2 separate regions of the Rattus norvegicus genome follow, and region 2 is linked to region 1. Evidence: chromatin contacts called from public Hi-C data. All regions are on one chromosome and are shown on one strand. Each heading gives the region's core, a stretch centred on a gene start, on an enhancer-like site or on the middle of the called end of the contact. The rest is flanking DNA. Distances are from core to core; before and after follow the strand shown.

Region 1 (5,748 bases), core at 2,232-4,731:
TTCCACAAACGTGTTAAGCTGCTGCATGTTGAGAACTGACATTGTGAAGAGAGAAGACTTGCAGGACTCACTTTATATATCTCTTCATACGTCTCCTCATCAATCTCTATCGTCGTCACAGTTTCTTCTACATCTCCCAGAATCATATTTAAATGTTGATCGTAAGCCTGAAGTAGAGGGTGAGATTTGAGAAACAAGGAATAGGGCTCAAAAAGTAGATACAAGTGGATTATAAGTAACAGGTTCAATACTTACACCCAAAATTTTTACATGAAAATAACAAACACTCCCTCTGTGCTAGTCTATCATGTCTTTACAAGCGCTACTGCTTATGATAAAAAGTAAGTTCACTCAAAGTAACCTGAGAGTACTTAAGTTCTTCCTTTACTTGTTACCCAAAGCGGCCCCACCATTCACAAGTTTATTATGAAAAACAGCAAATTCTGTCAGACTTCTTTCAGGAATACTAAGCAGCAAAAAGTCCTCTCACTTGTTGTGCGATAGATAGCACTGCGGTTCTCAAGCAGGAACTGTCATTTGATGCTCACAAAAATGAAACAGGTGTAGCAAAGTTTGGCCCATTTTTGTGGACATGGGTATGTGTGTACAGTATACACGGGTACTGCATGTTTACAAGTGTGTGGATGCCAGAGGCTGAAACAGATGCCTTCCTCAGTTGCTCCCCACCGTATGTATTAAGGTAGTGTCTTTAAGTTGAACGCAAGAGCTTGTTCTGGGGTCTCCACAGGTGTTAGGGATCTAAACTTCAGCACTCAAACTTTACCCACCAATCATCTGTCCCACCTTTACTTTGCCCATTTATAACTTGTCCAGAGCTTAACATGCTTTGGCATCTGTGGGCTCAGGCAGGAAGGATTGCAACCACAGTGTTTAGTGCAACCTCCAAAGTTCATCCCTTTTACTAACAGCAAACCTCCTGGGGCTTGTTCAGAACCCACTTATATGTTCTTCTAACAAAGTGCTAAGTGCTTTTGCCTGCTCATATCAAGATTAAAAATAGCCAGGCGCCACATTGAGAAGGAACTGCTTGGCAGCTACACAAATGAGCAAAATGTTCAGCTGGAGAGCAGGGAGGAAACAGAAACCTGGGCCACTTACTACAGAGGTAAGAGCTTCAGACACCTCCAAACTAAAGGCGATGGTCTAGCCTGGGGTCATTCCATGTGCCGAAGAGCCTTTCAATTTAGCTCCATCCCATGTTTCTCACCAAACTGGCACCGCTGTTTCCCTAATGCTGGCTTGTAGATCAACAGTCCAATTTCCTTCCAAGTCACAGAGGTTCTTTATCCTCAGGTTTCATGAAAGAACTAAAAATTTCTTCATAGAAGAAAGACTGAGACTGTCCCCCACACTGGCTCTGTGGGTGCCAGTATGGGGCTATTTCTAAGCCTGAACTAAAAAGACTTAATTCCAATTCCCGTTGTAAACCAACAGCTCTGAGGAAAGTAACAAGAAGAGACAAAACCCTAAGTGCACAATAATGCTACTTCAAGGGACCAATTCCACAGGCATCATAAATGTGCACAAGCAATATATGTAAAAGTGCACAATGCAGTTTTAAGGCTGGAAAAACAAAAAAGTGACCGAAGCCTTATAGAGAATCCTGGGCAACTGTGTCAGCTGCATAATCATTCCACACAGAAACCGTGTGGAAAAGGTGTGTACATACCAGACAAGGTTTCACTATGTAGTCCAGACTGGCCTCAAATATATGACCTTCCTACCTCAGTCATCTAAGTACTGGAATTATGGGCACATGCCACCGTACCTCACTAGGATCCTCCTTCAAACACAGACAGCATATACACATGCAGAAAAGATGTGGACGACTATGTAGCCAACTTTGAATAGTGCAGAGAAAATGGAATTTCACCTTTAGATTTCTATGGTGTTTAATTTTTTTTTGGTAGTGCTAGGGGCTTTGCCACATACTAGGTGAACGATCTCTGGCCTGCTATTTAGTTTTTTTCATGTCAAAGGAGAGTTTTATATGTCGAAAACCAAAACACCCTGTCCAATAACTTTTAAAAACATAGGACAATGGCAAGAGTGGTAGTGCATGTCTAAAATCCCAGTTCTAAGGAGAGAGAGGCAGGAGGATCTTGAGTTTGAAGCTAGCTGGGTTACATAGTATGACCTTGTCTAAAACAAAAAGAAGTTTATTCATTTTAAATAAACAGAGGACAAAGCTGAAGAAAACAAAAGTGTTCTACAGGGTTGTAGAGATGCTCAAATTAAGAGCACTGGTTATCCCTGCAGAGGACCTGAGTTTGGCTCCTAGCAACCACACCAGGCAGCTCACAACTGTCTGTAACTCCAGCTCTGGGCAATCAGATGCCTTGTTCTGGTCTCACAGGAGTCCCATCCCTCTCTAAAAAACATTCTGGTTAAGGAAAAAATATTTTAAAAGCCAATAAAGGAATTTCCAACTCCCAAAAGTCATTGTATAATTAAAAAAAATAAGTTTATGTTGCAGTTCTTATCTGTAAGGAGGTAGGAAGGGATGACAGGGGAGCATCTGGTTTTGAGATAACTTAACAGACTTACATGTAATCTGCCTCGAAGCTCTCGGTCATTTCTCATTTTCACATAAATTCGCTCATCCAAGCTGAGTCTTATAAGATCCAGGGGCTCCTCTACGGTATTGGTGGTCTGTTGCTGATGAGAGAAGAAGGCTTAGTAATGGAACACTGAGGTAGTGTGGTGTTTCAATCACTGTTAAGCAGTGAAAGCAACATGTGGGTGTTGGTACACAGCCAGGGTTGTCTACAAGAGCCAAAAGTGCTCTTAACCACTAAGCCCCAATAAATCCCTATTAAGGAACTTATATTCTAGTTGTGGAACGAACATTTTAAATAAAGAACACATTTAAAACAACATGCTCTGAAGAGAAACACTGTGTGCCAGGTCTTTGCTTGTTTTCTATATACTACATCTCTAGCAGTTTCTCTATCTCACATAACTGCACCTTTTATCTGACCTCCCCTCGTAACACACTCCAAGTGAGCCACTGCCTGCGTGCCAGGTGCTTACACGTATTACTATGCTGGTGTCCTACCGCTACAGTACTCTTTCTGTCGGAATCCCGACCGTATCTCCCATAGATGGGATATCCACAGCCGTCTGCATTCTACAGAGAAAGGGCGACGACGAGCGAGATGGGCAGATGGGCGGGTTGAGAAACTCTGGGCCTACGGAAGTTTTAGGAGCAGGCCTGGCTGCGGAAGGCCGTGGGAACTCGGGAAAAAGAAAAGGGCCATTCCACGGGAAGCGTGGAAAAAGCAAGCCCGGCTAAGAAACGAAAGCACTTCCTCTTCGGACGCCCCAGGACAAACTTACCTGATCTACGTCGTCCGCCATGTTTCAAACGCTGCGCCCTTTCCACCTCTCGCGAGAGCAGACACTAGGAAACGTTGGGCCGCCACGCACTGGAAGGCGAACTACACTATTTTTGTCCCTTCGCGCCCTTGTAGTTTGCATGGGGGCGGGATTTTTTGGAGGGCGTGGTCCTATCCGGAGCTGGGGGTGCGGCCAGGCATGGCACGCCTCGGGGCGGAGCCGGCACGCGGAGACTTTCGGCAGTCCTGCGTGGTTGTCCGGAGGAACGCCTCTGGCTAGCATGGCCCGAAAGCGTACCGCAGGCGGAAAGCGGAGGAAGCGCGGCCAGGAAGCCGAGGACAACAAAGCAACCCGGCCTGAGGAGAGCGATGCGGGTGAGAGGCCAAGTCTGCAGCATGTCAGGCGATGGTGGCGGAGGCTGGGGCGGGCGGCGGAGCGGATCTGTGTCTACCGCAAGGTCTTTACGGCCCGATGCGTCCCCCCTCCAGCCCCCGAGGGCCTCTGCTATCTGTCTTAACCCCTCGGTTAACCTTTAGTACCAAGTTCAGCCCCATAGCAAGTGTTGAAGGCCGAGCTGGAGAAAGCTTCGCAATTGCCTGGTATCTCAGGAGATGCCAAAAACCAGGACCGAGGGAGACCTGTAGTGAGAGATCTCTCTCATCAAGTTCCTGACTGCCATCCAGTGTAACTCCAGCTCCGGGTTTTTAGGATGCGCTTTCTGTTACTCTTGTTTTTTGCTTTGTTTTTCCAGACAGGGTTTCTCTGTGTAGACCTAGCTGTCCTGGAACTTGCTTTGTAGACCAGGTTGGCCTCAAACTCAGAGATCCGCCTGTCTCTGCCTCCCTAGTGCTGGGATTAACCGGCATGCACCATTACGCCCTGGCTGGAATGAGTTTTTAATCTAGATCTTGAACAAGATCCATCTTTCCCCTTAAACATATCCATCCCCCCAGTTGTTCTATTTCAATAAATCATCCCTTTTAAAACACACGTTAGAACACATCTCTTCTTAACTGCCAGTTCGGCATCAAGTCCAGTTCAGCTTTGGAACCACCGAAATCTGTACTTAATTCTCTTAATTTTATAGCTAGAGATCTTGTCCATATCGTTAAGGAAATGAACTTCAGGTTGCTTCTTTTCTGGCTTCCTCTCATCTGTCTGCCCCATCATCTAGCAGCCAAATGGATGTAGAACCACAACAAAACCTTATGCCTCTGTCTTCTTACTTAAAACCTCCTTAGGTTTATGCTCTCCAAGTATAGCATCTACCTCTCTTAGCTTGTTTCCCACAAGATTTGGAGGTTGTCACAATTCTACTCTGTCTCCTCTCCAGATACTCTTATTTTGATTTTTTTCCTGTTTAAATATCAGGCTGGCCTAGAAGTCGATCTTCCAGTCTAATTTACCTCCTGATCACGGGGATTGCAGATGTCACCATGCCTGGTTCTCTCTGACCATCTTTCTCCTCTTTAGACTTACTGTTTATTTATCTGGAGGCTCAGCCTTTGGTGTTTCTTTGGCTTAGAATGTTCTTTGTGGCTCTTGCTGGTGCTAATTTCCTCTCTGCTTCAGGTCTTAGACACTCCATGATCATCTTAAGGTAGTCATTCCTGGGAACCCACTACCACGGAATCCCAGTTACTGCCATGTCAACCTCTCATTCTCAAGTGATCTTCTTATCTGATTGCTTGAGGAAAATGTAACTTTCATTAAAACAAGTCTCATGTTCTTCAATATCCTATTTTGTATTTCCTCTTGTTTCCATCCCTGAAAAAACATTGCATTTTATTTATTTATTTATTTTATGGGTATGGGAGTGCCTTCATGCATGTCAGTGCACCATGTATGAGTTATGCCTGCAGAGGCTAGATGACGGTGTTGGATCCCCCAGAATTAGATTTGCGAGCTGCAGTGTGGGTGCTGGGAATTGAACCTGGGTTCTCTTGAAGAGGTAGCAAGTGCTCTTAACTGCTAAGCCATCTCTTTTGCCCTGCAAAAAAAAAAATTTTTTTTAATGTGTAAAATGCATGCTGCTAGAGAAGAGATAGCTGGACCTTTTAAAATAACCAGATAGAAAACTTGTTTAGTTCAGTGACCCTCCCCCCTCCCACCCTGTGGCTCCTACTACACTGGAATCCGATTACACATAGATCATGAATTCATCGTCCACTAGGAGATGCTAGTGTTTGCTAAACTTGAGAGGAGTTGGCTTACTCCACACTTAAGACGCTTCAGCTTACTCATTTACTCATTTGTTTCTGGAGTATGTGCCATGAGGCCATGAGGTGTCCACCAGTTAGGTACGTTCTACACAGCCGCTCTGAAGTGCACCCCTGTGCATGCAAATGAAGGTGAGGCTTGGCACCTTTTGGGAGTTGGCAGCAGAGA
Region 2 (5,748 bases), core at 2,185-4,684, 370 kb before region 1:
AAAATAAACTCAACTCGGATGCATCAAAATCACAGAAAATCCTTAGATCTTATGAATCGTCAGAGAACTACTTATTCTGACAACTAATTTACAGCCTACATTAGTCTACCTGCACATGACAAAGCTGGAGATGAAAACAAGTTCATCTCACATTCACATAAAGAATGTCCTTTTGAGCATCACTGAGTTACTTTCTCAATTGAGTTTACCCCTGACTGAGTACTACACCATTCAATATTTCAATGAACATGAATAGAATGCAAAGGAATACAGTGGATTACTACCTATAAAAAAATTGAAAACTCTTAAATTCTTTCAGATTTTAAGTCTATTTCTATATTTTACAATTGTTTATCTCTGTTGGAATACAAAATACATGTTAATCTTCCATGAGAATGTAAAGAATCCACTTACTAACAGCATATTAAAGAAGAATATTGGGACTGGAAAGATAGCCTAGCATTCTTTATGATGGCTTTTACTGCTCTTGCAGAGGACCTTAGTTCAGTTCCTAGCACCCACATTGCTTGTCCTACTATCACACATAACTCCATTTCCAGGGGACCTAATACCCTTTCCTGGTCTCTGAAGGCACCCATGCACAAGTGGCACGCACATGCATGCATGACACAAGCATGCATAAACACAACATACATTAGTAAAATCTTTTTTTAAAGAGTACTAATTTTAATATTTAACAAAATTTATGCAAATGTTCAATTGCAAGTCAGGGATTTTTTTTTCCTTTAACATTTACTTATTTACTGATAACCACTAACATTTTTCAAAAATGTAAAATAACAAATCTCCCATGTTTAGAATTGGTAGAGATATTTTTACCTTATTAGATGTCTTTGGTTTTCCAAAAACTCCAGAATCTTTTAGAAGTTTTTCTTGTTTGAATTCTTCTTGTTTTCGGAAAAGCTCAGCCTTAAGATCTACCAACTAGAATAAAAGAAAGTAAACAATATTTATCTCAATTTTGGCAGGTGACTGGGATTGCAAAGCAACAGTTATTCTCCAAGGAAGATTTGAGGTTCCTAAACACAGACAAGAAACACAATGTTTAAATACAGAACTCCATACACAACTAAACGGCACTTGGTTTGCTGTAGTTTTGCTACGAATATAATTCTACTCTAAATTTCATCATTTAAGGCTTTTTTTCTGCCAAGAGCAGAGTGGCGGACGTAGTAAGGAAATGGCATTTACACGTTCATAATACATTCCTCTATTTTCTGAAGCACCTTCTGTTTGTGGGACACATCCCAAAAGTATAGAGTCAAGTTTGACTTAGTTTGTTTAAAAATAATAATAAGTTTAACAAGGTTTAAAAATGGGAGGGGGGCTGGAGAGATGACTCAGCGATTAAGAGCACTGGCTGCTCTTCCAGAGGTCCTGAGTTCAATTCCCAGCAACCCCATGATAGTTCACAACTATCTGTAATGGGATCCAATGCCCTCTTCCTTTGTGTGTAAAGACAGTGACAGTGTACTCACATATGTAAAATAAATAAGTAAATGGGAGAGGGGAGCACAAGTAAAGAGAATGGGGCAGCCCCTCCTGCTCAGCTGTGTTAGTTCCAACAGTACAATGGGGGAAATGACACAATGACAAGTGGTTCTATGTAATGGCATGTGTAAATCAGACACTACTGGCTGACAGGGAAAATAAATATGACTGAACCCTGAGGCTGCAGAGATGAGTCAGCAGTTAAAGAGCACTTGTACAAGACTCAGGTTAGGTTCCAGCACCCACATGGTGGCATACAACCGCACTTATGTTAGCTCCAGCACCAGGGCACAGTCACACAAGTGTTACAGAGACAAAGGTGCAGTTATACACAAAATGAAAAATATCCTTTAAACATTTCTTTAATGATTCCTTTTTGGTTTTTAGTGTACATCCTCTGGAAGAGCAGCTAGTACTCTTAACCTATGCGCTATCTCTCCAGATCCAAAGAACTTTTTTCTTAAATGACTGAGTTCAGTGATTTCTATTTGAAATAAATCCACTTAAAGGTACTATTGGAGGGATTTTAACAGTGTAAAGTAGTTTTATTCCAGGACCCAATATTCAAAATTCTTTAAAAATAGAAGAAAAATTTGCCTTCTATTTTAACTCTTCGTAAATGCCTCAATTACCTAGCTATAAGTTTTTCTGTTCTACAACTACTTCTGAATTTAAGCTCACAAAATGACCAATTCCAAGACTTCATCTGTATTATAATTATTGAAATATTATCCTCTGGACAAGTTAAAATTTAGTTTTGTTTGGTTTAGTTTTTAAAGACAGAGTCTCACTGTGCAGCCCTGGCTATCCGGGAACTATGTAGCTCAGACTGGCCTCTGACTTACAGTGGCCTCTATCCACTTGTCTCTGACACTTACATGCTGAAGTTAAGAGCACGTGCAAATACATCCTGATTCATTCAGTTTGTAAGTACCGAATCCAAGCAAACATAATTACCAATTTTTTATATTAAAAAACAAATTCCAACAAAATATTTGATACATTAGATGTTTTCTTCTTGTATTCCCATTGGAAATTCAAGATTTAAGTCAAAGGTTAGGCGATTTGTTCGGAGAACAAATACAAAAGGCACCGTTTTGCAGTCAATCAAACTGAACTTGGTTTCTCACACAACAAATCTGTAAGTACATTGAGGAAAACGGCATTCATCTTTGAGTGTCAACTTCATTATCCATTAAGAGTGACAATTAATACAATTAATACCACCTACGTTCAAAAGCACTTCTGAGGACTCTATGGCAGCATGCATATGAAGCACGGACACAAAATGTGAACATTGTTTACAAGTTTTCTGGTGAGAGTGGTTAAGTTAGCAAAACTTCTTACATCCTGTCAGTGCTCACGCGCCCGGGTAGCCCAGCCCACAAGGCACTAACTAACTTGTCTGGGTCCTGCTAGGGGAACCCTAGGTACTGGACAAATCATATCCCAATGCTCGAGGACTTTGGGCTGGAGGAGAACGCAAGAAAGGCACGTCCTCCAAGTGCCCGCAAACAGCGAGCCAGCTCTGGCGGCTGACCCGCAGGATGCGCCCTGAGATCCCTGAGAGGATGGCTTCTGGGGGCTGACCGCAGGGCGAGCTCAGCCTAGGTGCCTGGCGGAGCCGGGTTCAGGATCCTGTGAGTAAGGATGCGGTCGAGGGTCCCCGCAGAGAGAAGGCGGGTTGGTATCCCTGTCATATGGAGGTTCCAGGCCCCTAACTTGCGTGGGGCAACAGTTAGGTCACCATTCTCGACAGAGAGGCGGAGGAAACACGGAGCAAGTAGCTAAGCCACACTTGAACTCACCGAGGAGGCTGTAACGTCCAAAGGCTTTTTCTTTCGATCCATCGTCCCGCCAAGGTGTCGGGTCCCGGGACCCGGTCTCCCTGTGGCCTCAGTCAGACCCTACGAGTCCGCCCCCGAGCAGAACCGGAAGTAGCTTTGATAGCGACGCTGAGTTTCCGTAATTTTGCGACATAGATTTACGACCTCGGCGCCATCTTGAAAGCGTCAGTGTATGCTACCTAGTCGGTACGTCGCCATTTTGAGAAGGTCAGAGGGTGGCTTAGGGTTTAAATCGATTGCAATTAACCATCTTGAAGAGAGCAAAAAGTGAGGTGAAAATGGTTAGTATTGTCGCCGTCTTGAGACGGAAGGAATATAGCTTTCATCGCAATACACACTATATTGAATGGAGAGTCTTAAATGATGGGAAAGAATAGCACCATCTTGAGTAAACTCAAGCGTCTCCAACGTGAAAACAAAAGGAATTTAATAAAACTGGTGGTGGTAGTTGTTAACATTCTGTCTAAGCTCCACCCCCACAGTTACCTAGCAACAGCCAGGTATGCTCCACCCCACAGTTACCTGGCAATAGCCAGGTATGCTTGACTCTATAAAAGGGGCTGTTTGCCCCCTTCTCCTCACTCTCTTGCTGTCTTGCTCTTACCCTCTTCCTCCTCTGTCCCTTCTCACCCCATTCCCCTGCCTCTCTCTCTCTCTCTCTCTCTCTCTCTCTCTCTCTCTCTCTCTCTCTCTCTCCCCTACTACCTACCCTCTTAACTCCCCTCCCCATGTCCTGAATAAACTCTATTCTATACTATACTGTTGTGTGACACCATACGATGTGTTTATATAAAGATAAAGAGAGGGGGGATATGTTCTATGGAGATGTGGTGAGATATGAGGAAAGGGGGTGTCAGCAGGCCCGTGCTGAGACATCCCTTCCCCCTGAGGGACCAGAAGTGTAGAATAGAGTTCCTGACTGCATGGAACCCACACGCAACCACACAACATGTGTACCATCACAACCAACCCCCAGAATACTCTATTTTTGAAATTACTGTTTGAATTGCTAATTTATTAAAAGTATTTTGACCTGGGGTTAGACAAAATTTCCAACAATTTCTGAAATGGCCCTAAACATGCATTTGCTGTATCTTTGCAAAGCAGTGTGTTCTCAGCACTGATGATGATAAAGTCATAACAATCAACTCTGAAAACACTGACAATGCTCTGTGACCTACAGTATCAAATGTTTAACTAACATTTAATTCCTTATGTTGAAAACAAGCGCATTCATGTCATTAGGATGCAAATTGTTTTTCATCTTTAATAAATGGTGAAAATATACATTTGCCAAAGAATTGTTTTAAAATAATTTTTAAATTATCTTTATATATATGTATATATATATATATATATCTTTATATATGTATATCTGAGGTCATGAAAATAATATTGGGTAAAAAGAAGTTGTGAGTGGAAAAATTTTAGGAAATCCTTCCCTAGAAGACTGTATGGCATTATTATAGTCTTACTTTGTCTGTAGAATGCCTATGGGGAGTCTGTGGTTATCTCCTGGTTGGCTATGTAAGCTTATACCATAGAAAGTCTCACAGAGTGTTACCCCTCTAGTGAGAAACCTCCCCAAACAAAGACATTACTAGGAAAGGATAGAATATAGCTCAGTATTGTTGCACATACTTAGCATGTATATGAACCTGGGTTCCATCCCTGGAACTGGGGAGAAATAGAAAAAAAAATCCATCAATTCTCCTTTGTTACCCCAGCTGTTACACAGAATGTGATGTTGGCCAGAATACTCTCCTGGCAAACCCACAAGTTCCCATACATCCTGTTTCTAAAAGATCTCTTTTTCCTTTGATGCCTTCCCAGCAGCTGGGTCTGTCTGGAATTGCTTTCCTCTATCCAGTCCCCAACAGTGCAGCTGTAACCCAGTGCCATTTTCCAGGTCTTGAAAACCATGCCTTGAACTGTAGTGGGCTGGTCTGATGATGCTTGTATTCTAATGCTTAATATTGGGCCCTCAAGACTGGCTGCCCCAGAGGTGAGAGAGTCAACACACAGAAGCTAGGTGAACCTGTCCCTAAGTTGTTTCTGATTGGTAAATAAAAATACCAATGGCTGTAGTTCCAGGGAAATGTTAGTGGTCCCCAAAAACACAGACAGGAACCAATCTGATGTAACTCACAGCAGGGTCTTTATTCTATTTGAGTTAGCTTGGGCCCCCACAACACATCACCATCACTCAGGACGGTTTTGATGGGGGAGGAATTGTCTTTGGGGCAAGGCTTTATAGTAAGCAGCAACAGGGGGTACGTGTGCAAGCATCTAATTGGAAAGCTACTGTGGCCTTTCACATAATTGGCTGGTTCTGGGAGTCACATATAAACTTAATTTCTGCTCCCCTTTGCATTGTGGGCATTAGGCA

What was found. Hi-C and Micro-C count contacts between places; a contact is called where the count stands out from the background.
Region 2: a contact with region 1 is called in a Hi-C map of liver, with 4 times the contacts expected there. The contact joins the promoter of Ccdc174 here to the promoter of Lsm3 in region 1. A contact is called at or near these places in 6 of 12 Hi-C or Micro-C datasets (the A7r5 cell line, Schwann cells, frontal cortex and 2 more).

Annotation. Positions count from the first base shown.
Region 1 is chr4:125,575,918-125,581,665 of GRCr8, reverse strand. Lsm3 (LSM3 homolog, U6 small nuclear RNA and mRNA degradation associated) reads right to left here and starts at 3,481. Exons shown (of 4, transcript NM_001106611.1): 1 at 3,361-3,481; 2 at 2,569-2,679; 3 at 72-167. The coding sequence starts at 3,381. Xpc (XPC complex subunit, DNA damage recognition and repair factor) reads left to right here and starts at 3,582. Exons shown (of 16, transcript NM_001107874.1): 1 at 3,582-3,734. The coding sequence starts at 3,641.
Region 2 is chr4:125,947,111-125,952,858 of GRCr8, reverse strand. It overlaps Ccdc174 (coiled-coil domain containing 174), which reads right to left and starts at 3,434. Exons shown (of 11, transcript NM_001009659.2): 1 at 3,321-3,434; 2 at 841-945. The coding sequence starts at 3,362.